2 separate regions of the Sus scrofa genome follow, and region 1 is linked to region 2. A link is a contact called in public HiChIP or PLAC-seq data. All regions are on one chromosome and are shown on one strand. The core of a region is the stretch at or near the end of the contact, and the rest is flanking DNA. Distances in the headings are between cores, read along the strand shown. Region 1 overlaps JAK1 (Janus kinase 1). Region 2 has its middle 18 kb from the start of MIR101-2.

Evidence for each region. HiChIP or PLAC-seq counts read pairs in DNA pulled down with a chosen protein or histone mark.
Region 1: a contact with region 2 is called in an H3K27ac HiChIP or PLAC-seq map of alveolar macrophages. The contact joins two enhancer-like sites. A contact is called at or near these places in 1 of 47 Hi-C or Micro-C datasets (epiblast stem cells) and 1 of 2 datasets of contacts at active chromatin or transcription factors (alveolar macrophages).

The regions. Positions count from the first base shown.
Region 1 is chr6:147,466,832-147,472,969 of Sscrofa11.1, forward strand. All of the region lies in intron 1 of JAK1 (Janus kinase 1), which reads left to right. Among named protein-coding and RNA genes, the nearest start is that of JAK1, 41 kb to the left of the region's middle. Within about 2 kb of position 1,375, at least 5 of the 83 cell types and tissues checked have an H3K27ac peak or open chromatin away from gene starts, as enhancers often do. A contact at or near this core is called in alveolar macrophages, where this site is marked.
Region 2 is chr6:147,346,246-147,352,097 of Sscrofa11.1, forward strand. It overlaps a transcript of JAK1 not described here. Among named protein-coding and RNA genes, the nearest start is that of MIR101-2, 18 kb to the left of the region's middle. Within about 2 kb of position 4,261, at least 8 of the 83 cell types and tissues checked have an H3K27ac peak or open chromatin away from gene starts, as enhancers often do. A contact at or near this core is called in alveolar macrophages, where this site is marked.

The DNA.
Region 1 (6,138 bases), core at 125-2,624, 120 kb after region 2:
TCTTTGGCACTTAAAGGATATGGCCAGGAGTACTAAGAATCCTCTCATGTGCACAGGGACAGTACTGTGCAACAAAGAATTTTTCTGTAGCCTACATGACTTTCAAATCGCTATTCAGATAGTCTTGTGGGGGAAAAAACCTGTTTGTAACTTTATGAGCCTAGAACTTAATTTCATTTTACATGGAGTTCCTTATGCATCATTTTGATAAACCCTGAATTTTGTAGGAATGCAGTTACTAAATAAATTGATACACTACACTATATAAATAGTGTACTATTTTATTTTGTTTGGAACTTTATCATCAACTGGCCACCATTACAAAAAACCATGTTACTAGTATTGGTATGCTTGTATTTGTGTAGCCAAGAAGAATGTGCCAGTATCTGTCTGCATTTGTAGTTATTTCATGGTTCTTCTACTGTTGCTCTAAGTATTAGATTACTTCATTAGATCTGCTGGTGTGCTCATGACAGAGCAATTACATATTAAAATAGAGATTCTTATAAATCTCTTTAAGTTCTCCTTTATTTATAATTTGGACATTATATTGATTATTTTAAAATTTTGCATGTGAATAGTTTGTATTTTTGGTTTTCATTTCAGGGAAGTATAGGGAGCAATACAAAGTATTTATTTAAAAAAGGGGGGAGTTCCCCTTGTGGCACAGCAGAAACGAATCCAACTAGGAACTATGAGGTTGCGGGTTCGATCCTGGGCCTCGCTCAGTGGGTTAAGGATCTGGCGTTGCCGTGAGCTGTGGTGTCGGTCACAGACGCAGCTCGGATCTGGCATTGCTGTGGCTCTGGCGTAGGCTGGTGGCAACAGCTCCGATTAGACCCCTAGCCTGGGAACCTCCATATGCGGTGGTTGTGGCCCTAAAAAGACAACAGCAACAACAAAAAAAAAGCGGGTGGGGAGGAGGACATTGTGCACCATTGGACTGATGCATTGGTTTCATATCAATTAGTACAGAGAAATCTATAGGGAGAGTTCAGACTCTGTATTAAGTCATGATATGTGTAGCTTTGATTCCAAGCTCGTTTGAATGAAGAGTTGTTTTTAGCTGATGGTTTGAAGTTCTAGAAAATGGGTGTATCTGAGTGGATGTGAAGTGGTTATAGTGGTTTAGTCTACAGCACTCTGTGCCTGAGAATTGTAGCCCAAGGGACTCTAATTCTTACCATATTCACCACAGCCAACCAATGGGAGTGTCCCCATGTGATCTGAACTAAAGCAGTTTCAGAGCAGTGTCAAACATGGTTTTTTTTTTTTTTTTTTTTTTTTTTTTTTTTACAATGTTAAAGTTATCTGTTACTGTTCAAGAGTGAGTTTTGCATTTTCAAGCTTCCTCAATTCTAGTTAAATGGCATTGAGTAATCACTTGTGGTCTCTGTAGTTTATAATCAGCCTGAGTAATGAAGGAGTAATGAGACTTTGAAAGTTAGGGAAGTTAGAGAAACAGAACTCTTCCCCTAAGGTCTTTAACAGATAGATGTTAGGACCAGCTGAGTAGTGATCCTGGAAACATAATAAAACGTTTAATAAAGTGCTCATTATAAAACGTTTAATAAAGTGTCAGTCATTGTAGGCTGGAGTTGATGGAGGTGGGTGGAGGGGGAGGAGGTTAGATTGGGGTGGACCTCAAAGGGGGGAGAGGAGAATATAAAAAAGCTGTTGCTGTTTCTTACCCTGAAACTCCATGCTACTGTCACCCAAGCAGTTGCCTTGGCTTGTAGTCAAATTTGTATTCATTGTAATTAATAAATATCTTTTATGTAATACCTTCTTATGATTTCCTCTGTGCGTGGTCCTTGGTAACAATTAGATGAGAGGGAATTAGAATTACAGATGCAGAAACTTGAGCTCAGACATAAGTGCCCAGGATTTGAGAGATGCCCAAACCACTCCTTAATGCCCTTCTGTATCTTTGTTCTAGAGATGGTGATCACGATTAAATTTTTCACCCAGATTATAAGGCAGATCTCATTTGGTCCAAGACTTGGAGATTTGTTTTACATTTTGGACATGCAATCTATGACTGTATTTAAATGAAATATGGTTAGAAAGGTCTAGCCCAGTTAGTAATTTAGCAACTTTAAAGCATTTGACAAGTATGGTTAACCAAAAACCTAAATCATTAAATGTTTGAAGTGGTAAACGGTAGGGGAGATGTTTATATTGTTACTAGTCTGCTTTTAAAAATGTGTTTGTAAACTGAGAGACCTAGGTGAGTGTATTTTTACTGCTGATGTTAGTCTGGCTTTGGAAATTCCCTCACTATGATTTCTTGTAAGCTTGGCTGAATAAATTGACAGGGGATTCCAGCTCTTATTGTATAATTAAAGGTAAAGACACAGTGGATTTGTATGTCCCCAGCTATTGTAAAGTTAGTTCTAGCTGCCAATGAAACTGTCAGGTCAATGAAAAAAATCTTGTTTTTAAATATGAATGGTCTGGCTAACTAGCGAGGAATTTAATAGTGGATTTTTTTCTTCTTCTTAAAGACAATCAAATAAGGAAGCCAGCAACACATTTGGATGCTGAGGGAATTTTTATCACTGAAGGGACTCTAAGCCCTGTTTCTCAGGAAGGACGGCCGAATGTCTGAATGTGTACACGTGGAGAGAAAATGGGAGGTCCCAGGCTTCACCATGTTGCCTATGCAGCTCTGTGATTTGAGGCCAGTTTCTCAGTCTCTCTTTGCCTCTGTTGATTCCAGCTCTGTGGTAACTGGTAATTTCTGTTCTGAGGGCAAATTTCAACAATTGTCTTTTCCAGCTGGGAATGTAAGAGGGAGCACATCTGGTATCAAGCCCATGAGGGTAGGCAGTCTCAGTTCCTATCCAGTGGCCCTTCTTCTCACTGCTGAGATTTCTATCCTGGCCTTCCCTTCTGCTGCCTGTCTAGGCATCTAAGGTTTTCCTGATCCACTTTGTAAGGGACAGGAAGGAAAGGTGATGGGAACAGGCTGAATTGGATTTAGCTGTAGAACTGTCACTAGGCCTGGTTCTAATTTTGGCTCCATCACCTCTTGTTCCTTTTGGAAATAGAAGGATCCACTCATTGGTGATGTTGGGATAGGGACAAGTGATGGCTAGTAGCTGTGTTTTTTTTTTTTTTTTTTTTTTTTTTTTTTTTTTAAAGCTCAACAGCATGTGAAAGTTCCTGGGCCCGGGACTGAACTTGGGCCATAGCAGCGACCCAAGCCACTGCAGTGGGACTTTTACCTGCTGTGCCACAAACTCTGGCAGCATTATTTTATTTTAACATACTGGCTTTCTTTAGCTGACACTTCCATAGGCGGAAGTGGTAACTCTAGCAACCTACTACCAAGGGGACAAATAAGAAAGGGAGAAGCAAGTTCAAGAATCATTTTTTTGGTCCAAAAGGTGTTTTTGTTTTTTTTTTTTTTCCTTTTTCAGTTATTTTCTTATCTCCAGATCACAAAGCAGTTTGGGGAGAAGATCCCAGGTTTGCAATCCTCGCTTTACCATTTGCTAGCTGGATACCCCTTGGCAAGTCGTTTACGTTCTCTGAACCCATTTCTTTTGTGATATGAGTACAGCGATGTCTGCACTAAGCACTGAATGGGTCCCTGGGAATCAGCTAAATTAATGGATGTGAAAGTGGTTTGTAAACTTCTAAGGGCTGTATAAGCCTGAAGGATAATTGTTGTTATGGTGTCAGTTGTCAAAAGTCTAGGTGGCTGTACATGGACAGGTGAGGAGAGCCATATTTTGGGCAACTGACTAGATGTTCTGTAATCCAAAGCCCAGAAATCCTCACTGGGTTTTTCCCTAGTGCTCCTGTTCTGGGTTTTGGAGTGTGGCCAGAAACACATGCCACGCTTATTAAAGGGCTTCGGCACCCTGTAATGTGGAATTACTGGCACCGGAAGACGAAATGATAAAGGAACATCTCATTATATTCTGATGTGTGAGTCATACACATTTATGAGTTACTTTAAAAAATTGAATCATAATAGAAATGGGAATGGTTCAACTTATTTTTCTTGACTTCAGCCGTTTGCAGGTTAAAAGTCATTGCATTTAACTGTCTTAAAGCTTAGCATTTATAAAAAGCTTTTAGAACTTGTGTGAAAGCCCCTGAAATTGAAACTCTTTTAATTCTCCTACCAGTAGGATACTAGGATACATAGTAGCCAGTATTGGATGTGTGTATGCCTTGGGTGGATCCCCTTGGTGGCTGCTCTCTTAGTGAATCAGAAAGCAGGAACATACCTCAACAATCCTGTTGACCTTCAGAAGACTCGTGATGGTTCATTCTGCCCGTTTGTTTCACGATGGGGAAAACTGGGCCCAGAGGGGTTTCCTGGTTTGTCTAAGGCCCGGAGGTAGATTATGGTAGAAGCAGGATTCGAACTCACCCAGTCTGTGTCACACTGCCAGCAGGAAGAGGACTCCACCAAGATTTAATCCCTGTGTGGCTACGAAGGGCTCCTCCTCCATCACCAGTTTATTCCATTTAAAATCATAGTTCAGTTAGTTGAAGCCACTGTCTTCTAGTTTAGTCCTTTTCAGACTTGGAAATAACTTTCAAGGATTATCCTTTCCACCACACCACCTCTTTGTGGTTAAAAGTGCACTTGATTTCCTAGAACCAGCTACAAACACAGTGACTTTTACGTTTCTGTATGGCGCTACTTTTTTATTAATCACTTTAGTCATCTTTGCCATTCTTCTTAGAACTTATTTCTTCTGACTTAATCCACTCTTTATCAACAAACATCTGGATTCTAAATCTGTGCCAGGCCCTGTGCTAGGTACGTGCTGGGAATAGGAAGGCAGTCAGTGACAGAAGGACCTCATGTAAGAACTTGACTTTCTCCTGAGAGATCGAGATTGCTGCTCAGGCCCCACCCCATCCCTATTTGTGTTTTATAGTAGATAATGGATGGCTGAAGGAAGGAAACGGTTACCAAGAAAAATTTTTATTCTAAACCTAGCTAAGGAGACATATCAATAAATAATGACACAGACCAACAAATAAAAGTGCAGGGGATTATTGTACAGTCAAGGCTTCAGACCGTTGGTACCGTTTGAGATGGTCTTTAGAGAAGTACTGGATTGGAATAACGGGCGAGGATAAGGTAATTGATCATTAATGAGTGTTTAATAAGGCTCTCATTGTATTAGAGGCTCTAAATATATTCATTTAATCTTTTTTAAACTGAAAAATGTTATCAGACATGTGGAAGAGTACATAAAACATGTTTGTATAGTTGGAGAAAAATACCCGTGTAGTCACCATTCAGGTTAAGAAATAGAACATTCCCAGAATTTTGAACTTGCCAGGTGCCCCTTCCTACTGCACTTCCCTCCGAGGGAACAGCCACCCTGAGTTTTGGAGCCATCATTCTCTTCCTTTCAGTGTCGGGTCGCTGAAGCAAGCACAAACCTAGGTGAATAAGGAGAGGGCAGTGTTGGCATCACTCTTCTCAGGAGAAAGGGCTTCGTGGTCCTAGTTTGAATTGAGTACTCCTGGGTCTGAACAGAAGCTCTGGGTCAGGCTGCATTTGGACCTGAGAAATGGCAGGACTGTTTTGGGGGAAGTCAGTGGAAGAGGTTGAGAGAAAGTTGTGGGAAATGGGGCTCCTTGCAGTTGGGTGATCTGGAAGACTGCAGTGGGTCTAGCTTTTGGAAGCCTGGAAGTAGTATAATCCAGGAGAGTGGCTGTTCTGTGTTTTATTTTTGCTTCTCAGCTCACTTTGGCTTGTAAATGTAGCCCTCAAGTGTAGGCCAAAGCAAAATATATACTTCTGTGGGGTGAAATGGCCTTTTACTGATTCAGGCATCAGGGTATGGAGGGAAGGATGGAAAGGAACTTTATCAGTGCAAGATTAAGGAAAGCCAGATTCAGTGAGGAATCTGATATTCTGCCGCTTGATGCAGCCTGTGGGGATTTTGTTGATGACAGCCCTAAATATCCTCTCCTTTGAGCCTTGCTGCCCAAAAGTGTGGACTGTTCATCCCTTAAGACTGCCTGTAGCACTCCTCCTCAATCTGTCTGTTCTGTGCCCTAGGAATTCCCTTTGCCTCACCTATATTTTTTATTTTATTTGTTTTACATTTTTAAAATGTAAGTACAAAATACCATATGATATCACTTATAACT
Region 2 (5,852 bases), core at 3,011-5,510:
AGCTGTAGCCACCGGCCTACGCCAGAGCCACAGCAATGCGGGATCCGAGATGTGTCTTTGACCTACACCACAGCTCACGACAACTCCAGATCCTTAACCCACTGAGCAAGGGCAGGGACCGAACCCGCAACCTCATGGTTCCTAGTCGGATTCGTTAACCACTGTGCCATGGTGGGAACTCCAGGTTGCTTCATTCTTTTTAATGGTTGGGTAATATTCTATTGTATGTATGTAGCACATCCACTTGATCCATTCACCTGTCAGTGGACATTCAGGTTGCCTCCATGTCTTGACTATTGTAAATAGTGCTGCTCTAAATAGGGGGTGCATGTATCTTTTTGAATTACAGTTTTTTTCTGGGTATGTGCCCAGGAGTGGGATTGCAGGATCATATGGCAACTCTTTTTAGTTTTTTGAAGAACCTTCATCCTGTTTTCTACAGTGGCTGCACTAATTTACATTCCCATCAGAGGGCTCCCTTTTCTTCACACCCTCTCCAGAATTTCTTTGTAGACTTTTTGATGAGGGCCATTCTGACTGGTGTGAGGTGATACCTCGTTGTAGTTTTGATTTGCATTTCTCTAATAATTAGCAATGATGAGCGTCTTGTCATGTGCCTCTTGGCCATCTGGATGTCTTCTTTTGGTGAAATGTCTATTTAGGTCTTCTGCCTATTTTTCTATTGGGGTGTTTGTTATTTTGTTACTGAGCTGTTTGTGTATTTGTTACTGATCTGTTTGTATATTTGTTACTATGCTGTTTGTGTATTTTGGAAATTACATTGGTTGCATTGTTTGCAAATACGAAGTATCAGAAGGGGAATGGAAACGAACAGTCCCTTTTAAAAACATATCAAAAAGGCACTTCTCATTGTGGATCAGCCAGTTAAGAACCCGACTAGTATCCACGAAGATGCGGGTTTGATCCCTGGCCCTGATCAGTGGGTTAAGGATCCAGCATTACTGTGAGCTGTAGTGTAGGTTGAAGACACGGCTTGGATCTGGCATTGCTGTGGCTATCGCATAGGCCAGCAGCTGTAGCTCCAGTCTGACCTGGGAACTTCCATATGCCGCAGGTGCAGTCCTAAAACAAAACAAAAAAGAAAAAAAAGAAAAATAAAATCACATCAAAAAATAAAATACTGAGAAATAATCCTCACCAAGGAGGTGAAAGACTTATCTGCTAAGAACTACAAAACATTAATAAAAGAAACTGAAGATCATTCAAAGAAATGGAAGGATATCCCATGCTCCTGGATTGGAAGAATTAATATTGTTAAAATGGTCATACTCGGAGTTCCCGTCGTGGCTGAGCCATTAGCAAACCTGACTAGCATCTGTGAGAACGTGAGTTTGATCCCTGGCCTTGCTCAGTGGGTTAAGGATCTGGTGTTGCTGTGGCGTGTGGTATAGGTTGCAGGAGCAGTTTGGATCCTGTGTTGCTGTGACCATGGTATAGGCTGCCGGTTATAGCTCTGACTAGACCCCCTAGCCTGGGAACCTCCATATGCCTTGGGTGTGGCCCTAAAAAGACAATAAATAAATAAATAAATAAATAAATAAATAAAATGGCCGTACTATCCATGGCCAAGCAATCTATAGATTTAAAGTTATCTCTATCAAATTACCCATGACAGTTTTCACAGCAGTAGTACAAATGTTCCTAAAACTTACATGGAACCATGAAAGCCCCAGAATTGCCAAAGCAATTTTGAGGAAAAAGAACAAAGCAGGAGGCATAACCCTCCTGGCTTTAGACAATACTACAAAGCTACAGCAATCAAAACAATGTGGTATTGGCCCCTCAAAATAGATGTACAGATCAGTGGAACAAAATAGAGAGTAAAAGTAAACTCACATACCTATGGACAATTACCAAGAATATATAAAGCAGAAAAAGTCTCTTTAGCAAGTGGTGCTAGGAAAGTTGAACAGTGTCGTGTAAATCATTTAAGTTTGAACACACCCTCACACCCTGCTCAAAAATAAACTCAAAATGGCTTAAAGACTGAAACAAGACAAGACACCATAAAACTCTTAGAAGAGAACATAGGCAAAACATTATCTGTCATAAATCGTAGCAGTGTTCTCTTAGATCAGACTCCTGAGGCAATAGAAATAAAAGCAAAAATAAGCAAGTGGAACCTAATCAAACTTAGAAGCGTTTGTACAGCAAAGGAAACCCTAAAAAACAAAAAATGATGAAAAGACAACCTTTGCTGCTGTACAGCACAGAGAACTCTACCCAATATTCTGTGATAATCTGTGTGGAAAAAGAACCTGAAAGAGAATGGCTGTGTGTACATGTGTAACTGAATCACTTTGCTGTATAGCAGAAATTATCGCAGTCTTGTCAATCAGCTATAAAGCTTTTAAAATCAACTTCAATCAAAAAAAAAAAGGCAGTCTGTGGACTTGGAGAAAATATTTGCAAATGGTTGGTTTGACTCTTTTTTTTTTTTTTTTTGTCCGAGCCTATGTCCTGTGGAAGTTCCCTGGCCAGGGATCAAACCTGAACCACAGCAGTGACAACATTCGCTAGGCCATCAGAGAACTCCTAGTTTGATTTTTTTAAAGTTTCAAGAGGAAGAGTTCCCTCATGACTCAGCAGGTTAAGGATCCAGCATTGTCACTGCTGTGGCTCTGGTTACCACTGTGTCATGGGTTCAGTTTTCAGCTGAAGAACTTTTGCATGCCATGGACTTGGCCAAAAAAAAAAATTTTTTTTTAAGGAGGAAAAGCCTCCATAGCCCTCTCATTAATGAAGGCTTATTATAAAGAAGCAAGACATTTTCTTTAGCCACAGGGTAACTCCTAGTCCCAGTACTTCAAGGACTGGGATAAATAGCAGGCCTTGTGCATTGTTTAGAGGGGAAAGGCCATATTTTCTGTGTGATCCCTTGTTATTCTTTTTTTTTTTTTTTGCTTTTTAAGGCTGCACTCAAGGCATGTGGAGGTGCCCAGGCTAGGGGTCGAATTGGTGCTGCACCTGCCGGCCACAGCCACAGCAATGCCAGGTCCAAGCCGTGTCTGTGACCTACGCCACAGCTCATGGCAATGCTGAGTCGTTAACCCATCCAGCAAGGCCAGGGATTGAACCCGCATCCTCCTGGGTACTAGTCACATTTGTTAACCCTTGAGCCACGAAGGAAACTCCAATGTTCTGTCAGTTTCTGCTATGCAGCAAAGTGACCTGGTCATACATATAAGGCTGGTTATTTCTAATATAGAAAACCTGTGCTGGGCCCACACCAAACCCCTTGACGGTGTCTCTCAAGGCCCTCTTGTGGACATGCTAGGGGAATCTACAAATATCTTTCTGCCATTGGCAGAACCAAGCAAAGATGCCTTGGGAAGTGATGCTTATGTTGCAGGAGACATTCAGGCTGAGCCTGATGGCCACAATCAGGTAGGACTAAGAGTACATTTGTCCCGGGTTTAGTCCTTTGTAGATGAAGTACAGAATGTATTTTATTCAATAGAGGAAAACATGAAAAGTCCACATTGAGTCAATGTATTCAGAAGGGACTCTGGATATGAGAGGTTCTTAAGGCTTAATGGACCCCCATCCCCATCGAGGACAGTGTTTTGTAAAAAATTCAGTGACCACGAACACCTTTGACCAACTATAAAGCTCTGTACAAATACTAGTGATTTCACAAAGTTGCCTGATTGAACATGAAATCAGTCTTACCTAAACATGCTGGTCATGTGCCAATAGGAAATTTCCTCGTGTGTGTGTGTGTGTGTGTGTGTCTTATTTTTTAAAATAAGAAACCCTGGTTTGCCAGAGTTCCCGTCGTGGCTCAGTGGTTAATGAATCCAACTAGGAACCATGAGGTTAAGGGTTTGATCCCTAGCCTCACTCAGTGGGTTAAGGATCCGGCGTTGCCGTGAGCTGTGGTGTCGGTGGCAGACGCGGCTTGGATCCTGTGTTGCTGGTGGCTACAGCTCTGATTAGACCCTTAGCCTGGGAACCTCCATAGGCTGCGGGAGGGGCCCTAGAAAAGACAAAAAGACAAAAAAAATAAATAATTTTTTTAAAAAAGAAAGAAACCCTGGTTTGTCATAGTGAGGCAGGTTAAACAGGAACACGAGAAAAAAATACACTTACACACGTACGCATATATTTGTGTTTCTGCAAGAAGACAGTAGGGTTCAGTATAGAGCTAGAAACAAGGCCAGCTGGTTCCTATGAAACATCCATGGGCAGGAACATACAGCTTCAGGTGTCCAGTGGTAACAGTTACAAATTGGCCATCAGGCCGGAACAAAGGTCAATCACCAGGCACATCCAGGGTCCTGGGCGGTGGTCTGGTATCTAAAACACACATTAAATCATCAAAAGCTTACAAGTTCTGGCTCCTCCTTCAGACTCCACATTTGAGATGCAGAGAGGCACTCAACTCTGTCTTTGTATATTTTATCTAACAATTTTTTTCCTTTTCCACCTTTCAAAGTAAGACCTTCTCTTAAGTCAGGCTGCTCCTGGGGAAGTGAGAGGATCACCCCTCTGGGAGAGCCCATCCCGCTGGGAGACAGTAGAGCGCTTGTTCCACTTGGCAGGGGTCCCCCGTACCTCGGTACTGAGTAATTCCTGCTGGCCGCCGCTGCTCCCAGACTGAAGCAAGGCCCTCAGGAGCACAGAGGCAGCTCTGTGTGCCCTTGTGCGTCTCGGCTTCTGGGCCACACAGCTCTGCCTGGACTCACTGGGCATCAACAAGTTAGCGATGCCTGAGACCAGACCCCAGATCCTCATTTTCCCTAATGAATCCTACTGTTTTGATTTTGTGGATCTTGAAAGGAATAGGAGCAGTAAGCTGTATCTGTGCATAAACTTTCCTACCCCAGACCCCAAGTTCTGAGTGCCCCCTTCACCACCTGTGCTCCCTTTCATCCCAAGAATTGGCATATTTGCTGGTCTTTCATGATTTTTCTGTCAGCTTCACTAAAATGTGAGCACCTTCAGGGCAGGGATGATGTCTTTTTATCTTGGTCTCCCCTGCCCCTGGCAAAATGCCTGGCACACAATAGGTGCTCTATAAATGGTTATTAACTGAACAGAGAACCAGAATGCATCCATAGGAAAATGAGCAGGATCCACAGGAAGGGGAAGGACCTGGAATCCAGGTCACATGAGAAACCAGGTGTGTGTGTGTGTGTGTGTTTATGTGGTGTATTGGGAGGCTGTGGTGGATGAAACAACTCCCCCCCACCCAGATCCCCCATGTCTTAATCCCTAGAACCTGTGACTATGTCAGGTTACATGGCAAGGGAGGCTAAGGCTATTAATCTCTTGACCTTAAAATCAGGAGATTGGGAGTTCCTGTTGTGGTGCAGTGGTTAAGGAATCCGTCTAGGAACCATGAGGTTGCGGGTTTGATTCCTGGCCTTGGTCCATGGGTTAAGGATCCAGCGTTGCCGTGAACTGTGGTGTAGGTTGGAGACGCTGCTTGCATCCCATGTTGCTGTGGCTCTGGCATAGGCTGGTGGCTACAGCTCCGATTAGACCCCTGGCCTGGGAATCTCCATATTGCTACTGGAGTGGCCCAAGAAATGGCAAAAAGACAAAAATAAATAAATAAAAAATAAAATAAAATCAGGAGGTTGTTGTGGATTATCCAGGTGGTCAGTGTAACAGAGGGTTCTTTTTTTTTTTTTAAGTTTTCTTGAATTATAATTGATTAAAAATGCTATGATAATTTCACAGGGTTCTTTCTTTTTGGCCACACCCGAGGCATGCAGAAGTTCCAGGGCCAGGGATCAAACCTGTGTCACAGGAGTTGACCTGTCGTGGCTCAGCAGTAACAAACCAGACTAGGACCCATGAGGACGTGGGTTCGATCCTTGGCC